Regions from separate parts of the Columba livia genome. Here region 2 is linked to region 1. The links are chromatin contacts, called in public Hi-C maps. All regions are on one chromosome and are shown on one strand. The core of a region is the stretch at or near the end of the contact, and the rest is flanking DNA. Distances in the headings are between cores, read along the strand shown. Region 1 overlaps FGD4 (FYVE, RhoGEF and PH domain containing 4). Region 2 overlaps BICD1 (BICD cargo adaptor 1).

Evidence for each region. Hi-C and Micro-C count contacts between places; a contact is called where the count stands out from the background.
Region 2: a contact with region 1 is called in a Hi-C map of liver, with 2.5 times the contacts expected there. The contact joins two enhancer-like sites.

What each region holds. Positions count from the first base shown.
Region 1 is chr1:144,738,147-144,741,567 of bColLiv1.pat.W.v2, forward strand. FGD4 (FYVE, RhoGEF and PH domain containing 4) reads right to left here. Exons shown (of 18, transcript XM_065034966.1): 14 at 3,201-3,296; 15 at 2,668-2,793; 16 at 1-115. Among named protein-coding and RNA genes, the nearest start is that of DNM1L, 18 kb to the left of the region's middle. Within about 2 kb of position 1,740, at least 1 of the 3 cell types and tissues checked has an H3K27ac peak away from gene starts, as active enhancers do.
Region 2 is chr1:144,857,553-144,860,973 of bColLiv1.pat.W.v2, forward strand. It overlaps BICD1 (BICD cargo adaptor 1), which reads right to left. Exons shown (of 9, transcript XM_065034901.1): 9 at 3,263-3,421. Among named protein-coding and RNA genes, the nearest start is that of FGD4, 9.3 kb to the left of the region's middle. Within about 2 kb of position 1,584, at least 1 of the 3 cell types and tissues checked has an H3K27ac peak away from gene starts, as active enhancers do.

The sequences.
Region 1 (3,421 bases), core at 490-2,989:
CTTCACTGTCTGTACAACCGATTATAACATGATAGCAGTCCTTACAGACTTTGTTCAATTTATTACCATCGTATTCGAGATGTGCCTTATAATCGGAACATTTCCAGCAAACCACCTTACAAACAAAAAAAATAAGAAAATATATGAAATTTAAGGATTTACAAAACTTTATAGAAACAGAATTTAATTTAACATTAATATTATAACTAATTAGTATCATTTATTTAATTATACAAAACAAGATAGCTAATTGCTTTGTGGTGATTGTTATGTCAACAGTAACTTAAGTGAAATGAACAGTTTCTCCAAATTTGTGCCACTGCTTCGTAACTAGAATTGCTTTTTACTATTTACCTGGTGGCAACTTTGTATAAAATCACATTAGGCTTTCACTTATATCTGTAGGTTAAAGAATAGAACCAGAACCACGCCACAGGAAGAAAATCCTTCAGTTTCTTTAGATGCCACTCTGAAAAGGTACACTTAGCATTTGGTTTTCTACATAACCTCAGAGATGTAGAACTGAGATGCACTTTTAATGATTAAAAAATTAATAAAATTAGAAATGGTTACTTTTTTAACCTAAGAAATATTAAATTTACAGTTCCAGAAACTGCTGATGAGTACACAGCATAAACCACTGTCACACTGGCTTTTGTCTTTTCACAAAACATATACAGAAAACTGAAATGCAAGAAGATCTGAGAGAAGTTCTTTCATTACAAATATTTTTCCACAGAAATGTTCTTTCAGGGGAAAGAGAGAGCCTGTACTAAAAGCATGAGTGCTGTTATTTCAAGAAAGAAAGGTAGACAAATGGATGTGAACCACTCAAACACCTGATCAAATTTTTATTGTGGACCAGGGCTCTGCAGTATTAATCTAGATCACTACCTTCAACTAGTATCTCTCGAGAATACTAGTTAAATATTTCCAATTAGTTCTTGCTAGAAAGACACTATCACTGATCCAAATTAATTCCCATGAAAATATGTTTAAAATCAAAGTGGAAGGAGATGTGAACTATAATAAAGGGAAGTACTTAGGACTCTAAACAAAAGGAAGAAAAAAAGGAAGCATATGATCTTTAGATTAATGAAGGAGTTTTAAGACAGAATGACCTAGAAAAAAAAAGAATAAAAAACAGATAACAACTGTATAATGAATAATTCAGAACTTCTGAAAACATCTCTAGTGTCTTGCAAAGAACAAAACCAGCATTATGAATGCAGTAAGTCTTCACACCACGTGAAAATATTAGAAAGAAATCATGCAAGATAACCTGCAAGACAAATATTAAACCTGGGCTTGCACTACCATCTGCTGGAGAAAAGCATAGCTGCTGGATGGCAACTAAAGCACTCTGAACTCATTCCACTACAGGATGTTTCAAAAAGATGGATCTAGTTTCAAAGCAGTATATTTCACAATGGCAACATGTTACAATTACACAAAAATTTACAAACAAATAATTTGAAACATTATGTCCCACTCTTTCAAGTGGTAAGTGTTTCATTCATGGGTGGTTCATGGTTGCAGAGATATCCAGTGATTTTAAATTTTCAAATTGGGTCCATCTTTTTGATATATCCTGTATTTCATGGTTGCTTTAAAGTGGTATATGTTACCATAGCATCATACATGGAAAGCAGCAGTAATACTTTCTCCCCATCCCAACCTTCAGCCTTTCCCCGATGCTTCGTGCATGTTACATGCTGAACCCAGCTGAGAACAGCCCCAAGGTAACCCAAAGAAAAACTGCGGGGCTTCACGTTTCTCTGGACAAGGAGAGAGGAGATTGCAGAACGGTAAGCAGAGGCAGCCAGTGCTACCAGGGATAACACTGGCTTATGCCAGCTTAATACGGTCTTAGAATCATAGAATAGAATGAATCATAGAATTATTTTTGTTGGTAGAGACCCTCAAGATCATTAACCTAACACTGGCACTAAACCATGTACCTAAGAACCTCATCTGTATGTCTTATAAACATTCCCATGGATGGTGACTCCACCACTTCCCTGAGCAGTCTGTTCCAGTGCCTGACAACACTTTCCTTGAAGATATTTTTCGTAATATCCAATCTAAACCTCCCCTGGCACAACTTGAAGCTGTTCCCTCTTGTTCTACCACTTGTTGCCTGGAGAAGAGACCAACCCCCTCCATGCTACAACCTCCTTTCAGGTAGCTGTAGACAGCAATAAGGTCTCCCCTCAGCCTCCTTTTCTCCAGGCTAAACAGCCCCAGTTCCCCCATCTGCTCCTCATCAGACTTGTGCTCCAGACCCCTCACCAGCTTCATTGCCCTTCTCTGAACTCTCTCCAGCACCTCAATGTCTTTTCTTGTAGTGAGGGGAAACTCTTGTAGTGAGTCTTGAAACTGCTGAGATCAGTGGAGGCCACTCAGAAATAAGTGTATTGTATATCCAGGGGCTTGGGACATTTTACACAAACACACATCTTCCACCGCTCCAAATTACTTCCACATTTCCCATGCCAACTGAAGACAGAGGAACCTTTGTGGTAGGCTATACACAGCTTCTCCTTTCAGCCACAAGCACAGCAACAAACTCTACAGCATAACAAGCATCCCCCAGAACTCAAGCAGATTCTCAAACCCATTCCCAAGCCCACTCCTCAGCTACAGCAGCTGAGGTTCTGCACTTACATGTCCACACGCTCGGCAGTGGTGCCGTCTCCTTGTCAGTGCATTAAAGGGCTCCTTGCATTTCATGCACATGGTTACTTCGTTGTCTCGTATCCACCTCGGTGCTCTCTTCCCAAGCTCAGCATTCTGCCAGAGGGCAGGGAAAGGATGGAAAGAAAAAAAAAAAGCCAGTATAAAAAGTTGTGCAGCACTTTAAATAGAGAAAATAGTTATTCTCTTCCTCTGCAAAGGAAATGGCAAAACGCAGCTCAAAATGCGTTTTGAAATCTATACAAGAAATAACAAAGAACCCAGTCAAAAAAATCATTGTGCATCACTGAAAGGGTACTCTGTTATACAAGTCAAGAAAAAATGAGGCTTTTTTATAAGATTTGGCATTATAAAGAAAAACAATTACCAGCAAGACGATTGCTTTGTAATTCCTCTACTATAAGAATGGTGAACTTGAAAACAAAGTTTCTGCCAAGCTTCTTCCAGTTATTGAAGAAAAACATGGATACTAGGAGGGCTACAAAGGAAGAGCAGCAACTTACAGAAACCTCAACAGGCATGTCTTCATATTCTTTAGCAATAGCGTTTCTGAAAGTTTCATTCCTCTGCTGAAAAGCTTCTATGGTATTCTGAAGCGCCTAAGGAAACAGTGGAGGAATTAGTCAGAGATGTTATGTTTCTAACGGACTCTGCATTCTGACCAATTACTGATTAGCTGAGGGAAGCTACAGCCAGAGAATATGAATATTGTTTTTTTTATTGC
Region 2 (3,421 bases), core at 334-2,833, 120 kb after region 1:
TCACACAGTCTCAATTTGTCTGTCTGTAGGTAGAGAGATAACAGTACCCATTTTGCAAAGATGTTTTGGGAACGAATTAATATGCACAGTGTGCGCTGAAGATAAAAAGAGCTACTTTGCATTTGGCTTAGATAACAAAAACCTTTGAAAGCAGTAGTGGCTTCACAGAGGCATTTTCTTTTTAAGTAATGTAGGACTTGGAGATTGCTGGCATTTAAATGCAGTGCATTTATATAAGTTCTAATTTTACATTTTGCATGCCTGAAGCTGAGTCACAAGCTGGTCATGAAATCACTCACCAGTCATATCCTCAAATTGCATGAGATACTCCATGTTATGCCCATGGTCCTGTCATCTGCTCCACACAGATGAATGCCCAGTCCAGATGGAGCCTACTAAAGTCAGTGGAGCTTTGCTGCAACCCAGGGATGTCTTAAAATCAAATTTCAAAGCAACAAATTGAATGGCAGGTCCATTCATTCAGGTCAAAGCAAGTTTCCCAACCAACTGTAAATGACACGGGTCAAAGGCTTGATGGTAGCATCCGTATAGCTATGACGAACAGCTGCTACTTCATCTTAGAGCAGTAACAAGCTGTAGCACTGTAGAAAGAGCTGCCTTGGATGGATCAGCATTGAGCCATCTGAGTTTACAGAGGTCATCTATCTCTAACAGAGGCTTCTTATTGCTGTAGCAAAGCCAGTTAGTCTTGTACAGGGGAACAGAAGACAACCTCTGTGCTGTAAAAACAGTAGCTGTTTTTCTCCTGTGGTCACATGCATTTCCCATCTCTGTGAAGAAGAACAAGATATTGGGTCTACATCTTCTGCATTCAGAATTTGATCTTCAAGGGAGCTCTGTACTCATGTAGCTTTCCATATCATATTCCTAATCTATGTAAATAGCCTCAGTTTTAATACCTTAACCAATACGACAGCATTGAATAGCAAACATCGATTTCCTTTGAGAGAGGTCATAAACACTTAAAAAGATGTGGGCATCCTATGAACTAATTTCAATGGACACAACTGTCTCATTATTTATTTCCAAAGTTTCCTGATAACTCAGTTCAGGGAGATGAAAGGGCTTCTTTCTCTCCCCTCATATGGAGCTTTCTCACAAATAACATTTTCTCAATCATGTATTTTATATATTTTTTTATTATTTTTTTTTTTCTGTAAAACCAGCCACCAAACCTTATTCCTGAAGTTAGATCCCTCCAATATGATATAAGAGAATTTATAAATAATAATGAGTGAAAAGTGTGTTTTCTAATATACTGCTGTAGTCAAGAAGGAATCATTCTTGCAAAGGTCAATATTTTTTACTGGGTTATTAAGTTTCTGCTGAGTTGTCAACTATAGTATAAGCCTCATTTTTTGTGCAAAGTTAGGACTTTTTTCTTTCATTCAGGCAATCACTCAAACTTTCCACTGAGAGGAAAGTAGTTGTGCCTGTGCCTTTAGCATACACAAATAGATGAGAGCTGGCTTTATTCCAAATGTTTTTATGAGGATTCACATTCTTATTATCTATGTTAGCTCCATTTCCCCCCTGTATTTTGTTCTCTATATAAAATCTTCTATGTTTGTAATCACAGGCTGCTAGCAGATGTGGATGTCAGGCCCTATGATATGGCTCTCTTAATAATTGGTACCTCTGTTCTCTCTGTTTTCAACCTTGTTCAAAATTATTTAGTCATTTTTTGTGCTCAACCTGAGTTGCCAGTGGCCTGTCAGTGCTTTGTGGTGTTAAGAGAGTCAAACTATGGCTCCTGCTGCCTTTAGGTGTAGCTGGGAGTGTTTGGTGTTTCTCTAAGTGTAACTGCAGGATTTATCAAGGGAGGTATCCAGAAACAAAGACTTGCAGTGGCAGTCACTGTAAACTTTAGCTGAGGATCATTTCCATTATCATCTGATATATGTTTATAGGCAAACCAATAGGTCATTTGTCAGAAATTACCTCCTGCTCTCCTACTCCAGAACAAGGGGTAGCGGTGCTTCTCAAAGGAGATACTATGCAGACATTTTCTTTGGAAACAAAAAATATATTTTAATTATTATTATTATTTTTAACCCCGACTATTTCAGTGATCTGACTCGTACCATTGCCTCTCAGGGAGTTGCACAGGACCTGCTGAAGAGATGATACATAGGAAGGGGAAGAGGAAGGAGCAATATGGTTTAGAAGTTTCTCTAACCAACTTTGCTGTGAGAATGTTCACATAAGGGGCAACTCTGTGCAACTGCTTTCAAAGCAAATACTCTGAGGAAGAAAAGTCTGCTTCCTCTTTTTTTTTTTTTAATTCTCAAAAATTATTTTAGTTTAAAATTGAAGGGGAGGAACAACCAGAGTAAGAGAAATTTATCTTGAGCAGTCACACTTCTGCAAAAGTGATCCTGCAACACCACTGCCAAAGGCACTTCTGCAATGAACACAGATAAGGCGGGAGGACCTTCCCTTTCCCTGCTAGGTGGAAAAAGGAAGAAAAGAGAGAAGTGGCAAGAACTTAGATAAGTGACAGTTCTTGATCTGCATTTCTGTCACCATGCACAAATTCTGTTACAAGCCAAAGCACCTCACCAGCCAGCCAAGAACAAAACCAGCCCTCCAATAGCTCCCATTGAGTCAAACATGACAGCAGGTGTGGAGGCACAGTATTTCCTCCAGGCTCTTCCCTTTTCCTGGCCCATTTGCTATCCCCCAGGGATACTGCCAGCTGTGAGGGGCCATGTTCCCAGACCACCGTGGGACTGGCTACTGAGGGAGGATTTTGACCCCCTGGCTGTCAGAACAAGGCTCTTGCACAAGGGATGAAAGACGTTTCTTAGTTTAAAAAGCCGGTACGGTGCGCTGTACAGTGCACGGCACTCCCCAGCTGATCTTACGCCAACTTCAGCTCTTCCTTTGCTTCCACATCCCCTGAGGGTGGAGATTTGCATCTCACAAAGCATTATTGTATGTGCAGATGTTGCAGCATTTCAGAGATTACTCAAGTGTGTTGGAAACAGTATATAGGGAATCGGTCTGTATTTTAGTGTCTGCCTCAATCTCAGAAAACAGAGGAAGCATCTTTGCTTTAATTCTGATTCCCTTTTCCTTTAATGTTGATTTATTTCTCTTCTCAATTTCCTGTCCTTTAATTCTGATAACTTTTCAACTTCCAGTTACGGATCTTTAAGAACTAAATAAATGCAAAAGTATAAGCCCAGCCAACACACTGCAAACTGACTTAAATAGAAGTAGACAAGACAGCATTGAATTAAATGAACAAAAATGGCCAGTTTATTCACTGGAACAGTTATGTATTACACTGTAATTTTAATTGGAACATAAAGATGTAAGAATCAGTATATTGGCTTCTTTTAATTATTTTCTTCAGCACTAGAGTGTTTTTCCCAACCATTTGACTGCATGATCA